2 separate regions of the Mus musculus genome follow, and region 2 is linked to region 1. The links are chromatin contacts, called in public HiChIP or PLAC-seq maps. All regions are on one chromosome and are shown on one strand. Each heading gives the region's core, a stretch centred on a gene start, on an enhancer-like site or on the middle of the called end of the contact. The rest is flanking DNA. Distances are from core to core; before and after follow the strand shown.

Region 1 (5,349 bases), core at 1,538-4,037:
AATTTAAACTGATTCTCTGTATCTACTCTCCTACTGGAGATCCCTGCAGGCAGCTTGAGGAGTGGTAACCGCAGTTTCTGTACAGCAGAGTCCCATCTGCTAATGGAACAGTAGGAAACTCATTGCAGATGTAAGGGCAGAACTGGGGACTTCAAGCTGGTTAGGGCTTAAAGTCCCCAGGGCTGACTAAATTTAAAAACTGGGACTGCTGGGGAATGCTCTGAATAGCACATGTAGAGAAATGGCTGGGGAGATGGCTCAGTGGAGAAAGGACTTGTCTGTACAAGCCTAGTGATCAGCCTTTGCATCCTCAGCATCCATTTAAATGTTGAGTGGGTGTGGTGGGCCTGCTGTAATCCTAGGCTCAGGAGGTGGAAATGGGATGGGAGCCTGGCTAACTAGACTAGACAAATTGGCACACTCTGGGCTCAGTTCATTGAGTGACCTGGCCTTAGTAAATAAAGTTGAGAAAGACCAAGGAAAATGCTTCTTGCCGGACTCTGCTACATACCCAAGAGAATATGTGCCCACACACATACTCCCACATACATGTGAACATTCATACACATATGCCATACATAAACAAGAAAAGACAGACCAAAGGATACAGATCCAGGAGTTGGTTTTCTATGAGAAACACAGGGAGAAATGACCGCTAACCTAGGCAACTGCTTTCGATAAAGGGTTAATTGCTTTCAGAGAATTCTAAGTTTGAGGCCAGGTCAGGCTACACATGAGACTCCTTCTAAAATACAAAACAAAACCAAGCAAACAAATAAGCAAATAAACAAAAAAACCCCCAAGGATCTCAACATCGGGATAACAAAGGCTGGGAGATACAGAGCCCTAAATATATTTCTAGCGATATCACAAACCAGGGGGCTGGAGATGTAGCTCACTTGGTAGAGTGATTGCCATGCCTTCAGCCATGCGTTTGACTCCCCAAATCACATAAAACTAAGCATGGTAGTGTGTAAATGTAATCCCAGCACTCAGGAAGCAGAGGCAGAACAAAGTGCAAGGTCAACTTTGGCTACACAGAGAGCTCAAGGCCAGTCTATACCACAGGACCATGGGTCTCAAATCAGGGTTGGGGCAGTTAAGTTTATGGAAGCATTTCTAGTCTTTGATTCAACTGCATCATCATCAATCATCATCGTCGTCGTCACCATCACCATCATCATCCTCATCCTCATGGATGATGCCAGGAATTCTTCATTTTCTCTGTTAACAAGACCTTTTTATCTCTATGTCACATTCAGACATGGAGTTTGTCTTGTTTTTACATCTCCACATTCCCTACTCTAAGTTACCCATAGATTAGAATCTGGGATGGAACCTGGTCACATAACGAACCCTACAGTGCTTCATTAGAAACATACAACTGCCAATGATAGCACCACCCATCTTAAACCTTTCTGGAGGCCTCTGAGGAGAAGTTAGTTTTCAGGCTTAGGTGACAAGTACCACCAACCACAGGCAGCACTCTACTCTTAGTAGCTGCCAAAGGTGGAATGGGCACCTTGGTTTTCTGACCACTGACAGTCATAAGCTCTAACATCTGGGATGGAGGAATTACCCATGAGACTGTCCATAAATGAACAACAATACAAAGAACCAAGACTTACATTTAATAATTGGCAGTAATGGTTTCATGAACGTCTTATACCACACTACCAACTGTCAAGAGTAACCACTTGAGGCCACACAGTCCCAGCTTTAAATATTAAGCTCTAGCCGGGAGTGGTGGCACACGCCTTTAATCCCAGCACTTGGGAGGCAGAGGCAGGCAGACTTCTGAGTTCGAGGCCAGCCTGGTCTACAAAGTGAGTTCCAGGACAGCCAGGGCTATACAGAGAAACCCTGTCTCAGAAACAAAAACAAAAACAAACAAACAAAAAAGTTGAGCTCTGCTGCCAACTTTTTGTATGAACACAATCTTAATATCTTAATATATCTGTGCCTCAGTTTCCTCCTGGGAATCACTAGACATAGTTGATCCTACTTCCTAGGGTTATAAGGACCAATGAACAGTTAAAACCTATATAGCTCAAAGACACAGCCTGGGACAAGTATCAATATACTGATATTATTAGGAGAGATTTGTGTCAACAACACACACCTAAATCTTACTCTGCATCATAAACACACACACACACACACACACACACACACACACACACACACACACACACAAACTCTACATGTTACTCTAAATGCTCTCTAACCCAGTCAAAGCTGCCCTTCCACTCATGATGGGGGCCAAGAAAAAGGAACAACGGTGAAGAGTCTTTACATTCCATCTCTTTTAGAAAACCTCTAATTATAGAAATGAACACAGTCATCCCGGAGCCCCTTATTACTACTCTGTGAAACATGGGAGAGCCTTAGCAGCACAATACTTCAAGTAAACTCATGCTAGGTCTAACTTACCCAGAGAGAGGAAATGGCCCCTCCTGAGAGCTCACGAGGTACTCTGCCGCTGGTGCCTTGATTAGAATGCTCTAATGGGCAGCAAATTCCTTGCAGATCTCCAGAGGCCCCTCGATCTTTCCTACCCCTGAGCCTCTGCAAGCCCTTCCTGCCTGCAAGACCTACCTCCCCACACGCTCTATGTGGTGATGCTCAATTGCCACAGCCTATCTACCTTCAGCCTTCCTTGCTAAACTGGCAGCCTTACGAGAACCAGGAGGGCTGTTTCCTTCACTGTGCCCTTAGAGCCTAGCAAAGTGAATGACACATAGCGGGCCCTCCAACAATATTTGGGACATGAAAATAGACAGCCCAGCTATTGATAGCTGAGGACTCTACCACTTCAAGCTGTTTAGCTTAGAACAGACCGAATAACTTCTCAGATCCTCAGCCGAAATAACTTCCTTTTATGTTCTTGAAATGACTAAAAGATAGAGCAATGAGAAAAGCAGCTGGCAGAATGCCCAGAACAAAGTTAACGTTAATAGTTAATAGGCGTTTTAAAAAGCAGTCGAGCCAAGCGCACCCAAGCCTTTCATTTCCCTAATTTTGTCCCTTTCTCATTTAATAAAAATAGATGTTACAGTCATAATTGTCAGTATCAAGACCCCAGAACACAGGAGAGACGGGATGAAAGGGCAGAGGATACTGTGCTGCAGCTCTCAGAGTCTGACATGTATTAGTACTGAGTCATAAATATTCATTAGACAACTTGTAGAGGCCAGGAGAAGTATATAGCAAAAACGCTCAGCTGGGAGCTTGCCTTCATGCCTGCTCCTCTGTACAGAGTTTAACTCTGCACAAAACCAACAATTGTAGAACTAAATTGAAGTAAAAGATGTATTTTAAAGCTAAGCTAAACCTGCGCACCAATTACTCATTCAAGAAACTGATTCAAAGATACCGGAGTCACCGGTCACATTTGAAAATTTCACGTTTGTTTGCCTTCACTGATAATCGTTTGTATTTGTTTAGAATTAAGTATATATACCTAGCAGTTAACTTTGGCTCTCACCTATGCTTCTTACAACCTGGTTGTTTCCACTTCAGAAACGAGAAGACTTGGGATTGCCATTGAAACAATGGAGGGACTAGACTTAGTAGGAAGTCAGACTATCTGACTAGCTTGGACTCATCTCTCTGATGTTTTGAGTCTGGCTTGGGAGGCTAAGATTCCCCGTCACTAGTTTTTTTGGTTTGTTTATTTGTTGTTTGTTTTTTGGGTTGTTTGTTTGTTTTATTTTTTGGTTTTTTTCGAGACAGGGTTTCTGGCTGTCCTGGGACTCACTCTGTAGACCTGGCTGGCCTCGAATTCAGAAATTCGCCTGCCTCTGCCTCCCAAGTGCTGGGATAAAAGGCGTGCGCCACCACTCCCGGCTTGGTCCCTAGTTAAGCTATAAACCAGAGGAATCCGGAGGAGAGGGAGAGGGCCTGCTGGGTCACGTGACGTCAGGCTTGCAGGTCTCAGACTCTCAGCACGGGTGGGAGGGCACGCCCGTCTCCGCTCATTTAGGCATGCAGGTGCCAGCAAGTTTCCTCACTGAGAGAAACAGCAGATCCAAGAGGCTACTAAATAACAGAACAAGCTTACAGGAAAAGGGCCAGAACATACTAAGAGGCACCGGTGTCAGGGCTAGAGGATGTGTTCGCCTTGGTAGTCGCCCTTGCTCCACTGCGGTGCACATTCTCCTATGGACTGGCAGCCTTCTTGTCTCTCCTCTGAGGTGGAAAGGTGGGCTTGGGAAAGCAGACAAACGACCATTACATTACAGAAAATTCCAGCAGCCAAGATAACCCAAACATCGTCAACAATCCCCCTTCCTCTGACCTCACCTAAAACATGTTTGAAAGGGTACTCTTATATGTAATGACAAAATTATAATTTATAAAGCCTTATGTATATTTTAAAGATGCGTTGTTAACGGAAGATAATGAGGCCTATTCCCTAAATACCAAGCATTTACCCTCCTGCCTCCACACAACCACTACCTTCATAGGAAGATGAAAGAAGAAAAGAAGAGCCATTTCATCCCCCCCCCCCCCAAAGAACTCTGCAAACGACATTTTGTAACGATTGTGCATGTGAAATGTTTGTTAAGAAAAGCCACGTCTCTCTCAGACCGAACATTTCCTTGGTTCTGTTTCCTAGAATGATCAGGGAGAAACTGCATGAGCGATCAACGCTCTTCCCGTTTTTTATTTGTCGGTATGAGGTTAACAGAGGAAAGCATCTGCCTTTCAAGGCAATTGCATTTGTGTGGCAAGGGGGGGGGGGGGCAGAGAGGTGGTGTCTGAGGCTGTCAGTCCCCAGCTGGCCTCAGAGAAGTCACTGAAGCAGTGAGCTGTGGCCAAGACCTTTTCCTGATTTAGCTGTTAGTCCGGAGAGAAAACCCACACAAGACAAGACAGGCCCCACAGAAAAGGCACTAGCAACAGATTTTGCTAGGGAAGGGAATGGTGGGGGTGGGAACGGGGGTGCAGACGCTGAGGATTTTAATCACATCTCTTCAAAGAATTGCACAGCGGCAAAGTAAGCAAGAAGAAATTGATATTTCTAAATCTAAGAGACAGGAGACGCCTGTCCCTCACTCTCTCTCCTACACGCATGCCCACCTTCCTCCAACACCCAGCTATTTCTGCCCTAGATTTTGCTTTCATTCTGGAGAACTCGTTTCTTATGCCAGGTGTATAAATACAGTTATGAAACACTGCCTGCTTCTCCCGTCCCATAGAGAAGCTCTCTTCTGCTGAAACAAAAGAAAACCAGCATTGTTTTTGTTTCCCCTGCGGTTATATTAAAAGTAGTTGCTGAATTTTTGGTTCTCTAAATTGTTGAATGCAGTAGGTTTTTTTTTGGGGGGGGGGGTGTTGTTTCCC
Region 2 (5,027 bases), core at 273-2,772, 190 kb after region 1:
TCAGTGAGAGAAGTGATTGTCCCATGTTTTTAAGACCTAGCACTTTAGCTGGGTGGTAGTGGTGCATGTCTTTGATCCAGTACTCCAGAGTCAGAGGCAGGCAGAACTCTGTGTAGTCTACAGAGTGGGTTCCAGGACAACCAGAGCTACACAGAGAAACCCTGTCTCAAAAAACCAAACCAAACAAACAAAAAAGACCCAGTACTTATGGTGTTTTTGTCTAATCTGTCTCCCCGTGACATTTGTCCCTTTTGACCTTTGACCCTACAGCCTTCAGTATGCCAGAGATAAATGTGGACTATAATGCCAGTTCAGAGAGTTTACGCTGCGAGGCTCCTCGGTGGTTCCCCCAGCCCACAGTGGCCTGGGCATCTCAAGTCGACCAAGGAGCCAATTTCTCAGAAGTCTCCAACACCAGCTTTGAGTTGAACTCTGAGAATGTGACCATGAAGGTCGTATCTGTGCTCTACAATGTCACAATCAACAACACATACTCCTGTATGATTGAAAACGACATTGCCAAAGCCACCGGGGACATCAAAGTGACAGGTGGGTCTCCTGGGGTTTCCCGTGCTGCTGGAGATGAAACCCAGGGTCTGGGGGGTACAAGTCAAGCTCTCTATTCCCAAACATCTGCGCGCCTCTCCGTGTTCTCACATGTATCTCTAGAAAGAAAATAGTATGTCAATCAAAATTGAATTTATTTAATACATACCAGGGTACAAAAAATCTCTACGCTTCCAGAGCCTCTAGAGTAGTGGTTCTCAACCAATGGGTCACAACCCCTTTGCAGTAGTCAAACAATTCTTTCCAGGGGTTACATATCAGATACCCTGTATATCAGATCTTATACTATGATTCAAAACAGGAAAAGTTATAATTACAAAGTAGAACAAAATAATTGTATGGTTGGGAGTCACCACAACATGAGGAATTGTATTTTAGGGCTGCAGCATTAGGAGTGTTAACGAACCACTGTGCCAGAGATTTTGATCATAATTCTAGTTGGCACTGATTTTTGTAATCGAAGCCTAACACTGCATAATATTTATAGCATATTGACTAAAAAGTGGTGACTGAGCCTGGCATTGTGATGCACATCTTTAATCCCAGCCCTCGGAAGGCAGGTAGATCTCTGTAAATTTAAGGCTAGCCTGATCTACAGAGTGAGTTCCAGGCTAGCCAGAGCTACCCAGTGAGACCCTATCTAACTTCCTCCCTCCCAAAAGGCATTGACTGACTTAATCTGACATTACTTGGGGGTTTTTTGGGTTTTTTGGGGGGGGCTTTAGGATTCAGAGGCTTTTTCTTCCTAACTCGGGGGACTACTTTAGTGTAGAGTAGAGATGTAATGATTATTTGACAACTGTGACATATTTAACTGATACACTACATCCTAAATTCTTCCAAAATCACTAGATCCCAACTTGCCCTTGAGAAGGTTTTGAGTCTGAAGATCAAAGATCTACCCTCTGACTCAGTCTTACTCAGCATCATGGGACTGGAGGCTGATCTCACCAGTGTTGACTAAGACTGACCACTGGTCAGGAAAATCTGAAAACCTTAGACTGAAGTGGCCTCTTAGCAGCCTGTTTTAGTCCCTGTCACCTGCCTGCAGTGCTTTAGTGCATGCCAAACCTAGGAGGAAGGCAGTTCTAAGATGAACCAGACTCAGCTATGACTTCCGGGGCATGGCCTCTTATGCTTCATTGAACCCTCTCTTCAGAGTGAAGTTTGCTAAGAAAGAGTTGCTGTCTGTATCAAGTGTAGAACAATGCAAATGTGTGTGTGTGTGTGTGTGTGTACATACACATACACATATACATACTGTACATTTTTAATTCCTGACAGAGGATGGCTGAGCTTAACTGAATAAATGATACTCATAACATCTTATGTTTTTATTAAAATTATATTTATGAAAGTTAATCTGTGGAATGGCAGAAAATACTTGCAAATTACCTATCTAATAAGGTGTTAGTACTCATGATATATAAAGAAATCTTATAACTTAACAAAAAAATTAAATGGCTGAATTTTAAGGATTTTGGTTTTCGGGGCTTGATAGTCAGACCCAGGGCCCTGTGCATGCTGGGCAAGCAGTCTGCCACAGATAGGGTCATGTATCCAGCCATAACAGTTGGATTCCTGCTGCCTTTCTCCATTTTCCATATGTGTACTTTTTCATTTTGGTGTGTATACAGCGGACATGTGCATGTTTTTCATGTGTTTGTACACATGCACGTGTGTATGCACTCATATGAACATCAGAAATCATTCTCCATTGCTCTTCCCTTTGTTCACTGCAGCAGGCCTCTCAATCAAACCCAGAGCTGGTCTCACCAGCCGGCCTGCTCTGGGGATCCATCTCCAGTTTCCACTCCTTGAGGCTGGAGTGATAGGTGTGCTGTCATGCCCACACCACATTGATGCAGGTATCTGGGGATCTGAATGCCACTCCTCACGCTTGCACGGCAATCAGCTGTAACCATGGATCCATTTCTCCAACACTGAATTTGGAAATGAGCATATGAGAAGGGGCGATTTTCTAATTATGATATTTAAATGACCAAAAGGTCCGTCAAAATGTGCTTCACAGCATGAATCATGAGTATAAAGCTAAGTAAAAACAACAAGAAGCTGTCACCTCAGACTCCAGGCCCATTGAGATGCTCACCAACCAGAACTCACACACGCAGAAATGAGCAAGGGTTGGTGAGGAGGTAGAGAAACTGGAGCACTCATGCACTGTAAGTAGGACAGACTCTGAAGTAATCAACAGAAAATAGCATGCTCTAACACCAGACTAGCCACATGATCTGATGACTATACTTTTAGGTATATCCAAAAAATAAAAGTCTTAGATAAATATTTGAATGCTTATGGTGGTAGTAATACTATTTATAATAGTCAAGAAAATAGAAGCCTGAAGTGTCCATTGATGACATAGATGACAAATGGACACCACGGGTTAGATATAGTAAATGCACACTGTAGAGAGAATATCTTATGTCTGTGTGGATGTGGCACCTGTCAATAATAAATCTGATGGCCTATGGCTTAGGCAGGAAATAGGAGGTGGGACATCCGGGAGGAGAGAGAATTCTGGGATAGAATGAGTGAGGCAGGAGAGCCACCCAGGAAGATGTGAGGAGACAGACACATGGTACCTGAGCACAGATAAACAGCCATGTGGCAAAATGTAGATTAAAATAATAGATTCTCTTAAGTTATAATTCTAGGTAGAGAAGAGCCTAGCTATATAGCCAAGGTATTTGTAAATATATATTGAGTCAGTGTCTTATTTTTGGGAAATTGGGACTGGTGGGTAGAGCCAGACCCAACTTTTACAGCACACAGCAGGGTACTAATCATCCTAGATTCTTGTTCAACAGGCACAGATTTTGTGCCAAGTATGGTCATAGTACTTTAAAAACCCACGAGATACTTAGATAAACGGTACAGCTATCATTAAAAAGTTAATCCCAGTATTAAAATGGGACCTCTAAGATAGAGTTAATTGTGACTAGAGTGGACCAAGAGGGACAGAGAGTTCGGGTTAGGTTATAAAGATGGAGAAAATGAAAGACTAAGAAGCCTTGAAATCAGGAGCCTGTGGCAGTGGTCCCAGAGAGGAATTGTGAGCATATGAAAAGGGAAAAAGAAAAATAAATTAAGTTGCTTGAATAAAAACAAGCAAACCAAGCCACCCATGGATCTTGATATAGCAAATGTGACCATCAAGAAAAATAACAGTCAGAATGGGTTTGATGTTCGTACCCAGCATGTCGAGGAACCTGGTACCTATACCAACAAAGCAGGGACACAGAAGCAACATGAGGGTGAAGATGATGATGCTTTAGAGACGTTGCTCTTCAAAGGCCCACAGAGGATGCAGGCAGAGATGCCTACCGCTTGACACATTACCCATCACGTGGAGGCCTGGGAGGCTGCAGCCCTACTCCATACATTTCATTCTATGAGACAGGATCCCTGGGCATCTAACCTTTCAGTGTTCATTTTCCTACTGGGCTTGGGTAGGTCTGCTGTGTGTGTTGTTTGCAGCTAACACTTATTGAGTGACAGTATGCCAGGCACTGTTCTATGTCACTCATGAGCTCTCATTCTTATTATTTTTTTCTGGTAGAGGAAAAAAAAGGAGCAAATATGTATTGAGTTATTTACTGAAGTCACAGGCCTAAAGTGTGACAGAGCTGAAATAGTGACATGAAATTGGATTGTCTAAGGGAGAAAAGAGTAGAAGGTGAAATCGATAATTCTGTATCATTTTATAGAGGTCTAGTGAAATCTGATAGCACAAACCTGTAGACGCCACTGCCTAGGGAACAGGTACATCCAAAACCAAGGAACCGTCTTGAGTCAGTTGCTTAGCTTTGTTTTCATATAGTAACCCTAGGTATGGCTTCATTGGTATAACTTTCATATTGGCTGTGTCCTCACTAAGATGATCATAGAATTATCTTTGCTCCACAGACCTCTGAGTCGATTGTATTCTAAAAGGGTGGAGGGAGCAGAGGAACAAATCTGCCCTTGTTGGGAACCAATCACTCCGTTTTTCTGATGCTTTACCTTCATCACTGATGCGAACATCCAGCTTCTCTCTGACTCTCAACTCTTTTCTGTTTTTTTTACAGATTCAGAGGTCAAAAGGCGAAGTCAGCTGCAGTTGCTGAACTCTGGGCCTTCCCCGTGTGTTTTTTCTTCTGCCTTTGTGGCTGGCTGGGCACTCCTATCTCTCTCCTGTTGCCTGATGCTAAGATGAGGGGCCCTGGCTACACAAAAGCATGCAACGTTGCTGGTCCAACAGGTGAGGTCAAGCACAAAGAGCGTGCTGGATGGGTCATAGCCCAGCAAGCGTACCTAGCCAGTTCTCCTGCCCTAGACTGTTATGAAACAGAATCACACAGCCTTCAGCACCAGCCACAGGGAGGAATATACACTGATCTCAGGTCAGGGACTTTGTCCTAGAGGTGTGAAAGGTAAAATTTTAGTGTCCAGCACTAACC

The links. HiChIP or PLAC-seq counts read pairs in DNA pulled down with a chosen protein or histone mark.
Region 2: a contact with region 1 is called in an H3K4me3 HiChIP or PLAC-seq map of bone marrow-derived macrophages, with 4 times the contacts expected there. The contact joins two enhancer-like sites. A contact is called at or near these places in 1 of 484 Hi-C or Micro-C datasets (nephron progenitors), 1 of 115 datasets of contacts at active chromatin or transcription factors (bone marrow-derived macrophages) and 1 of 9 other capture datasets (embryonic stem cells).

The regions. Positions count from the first base shown.
Region 1 is chr3:100,700,499-100,705,847 of GRCm38.p6, forward strand. It overlaps Gm43464 (predicted gene 43464), which reads left to right. Exons shown (of 4, transcript NR_168313.1): 4 at 1-484. Among named protein-coding and RNA genes, the nearest start is that of Gm43464, 11 kb to the left of the region's middle. Within about 2 kb of position 2,788, at least 62 of the 459 cell types and tissues checked have an H3K27ac peak or open chromatin away from gene starts, as enhancers often do. A contact at or near this core is called in bone marrow-derived macrophages, where this site is marked.
Region 2 is chr3:100,887,894-100,892,920 of GRCm38.p6, forward strand. Vtcn1 (V-set domain containing T cell activation inhibitor 1) reads left to right here. Exons shown (of 6, transcript NM_178594.3): 4 at 271-549; 5 at 4,656-4,828. The coding sequence ends at 4,783. Among named protein-coding and RNA genes, the nearest start is that of Gm40108, 19 kb to the right of the region's middle. Within about 2 kb of position 1,523, at least 38 of the 459 cell types and tissues checked have an H3K27ac peak or open chromatin away from gene starts, as enhancers often do. A contact at or near this core is called in bone marrow-derived macrophages, where this site is marked.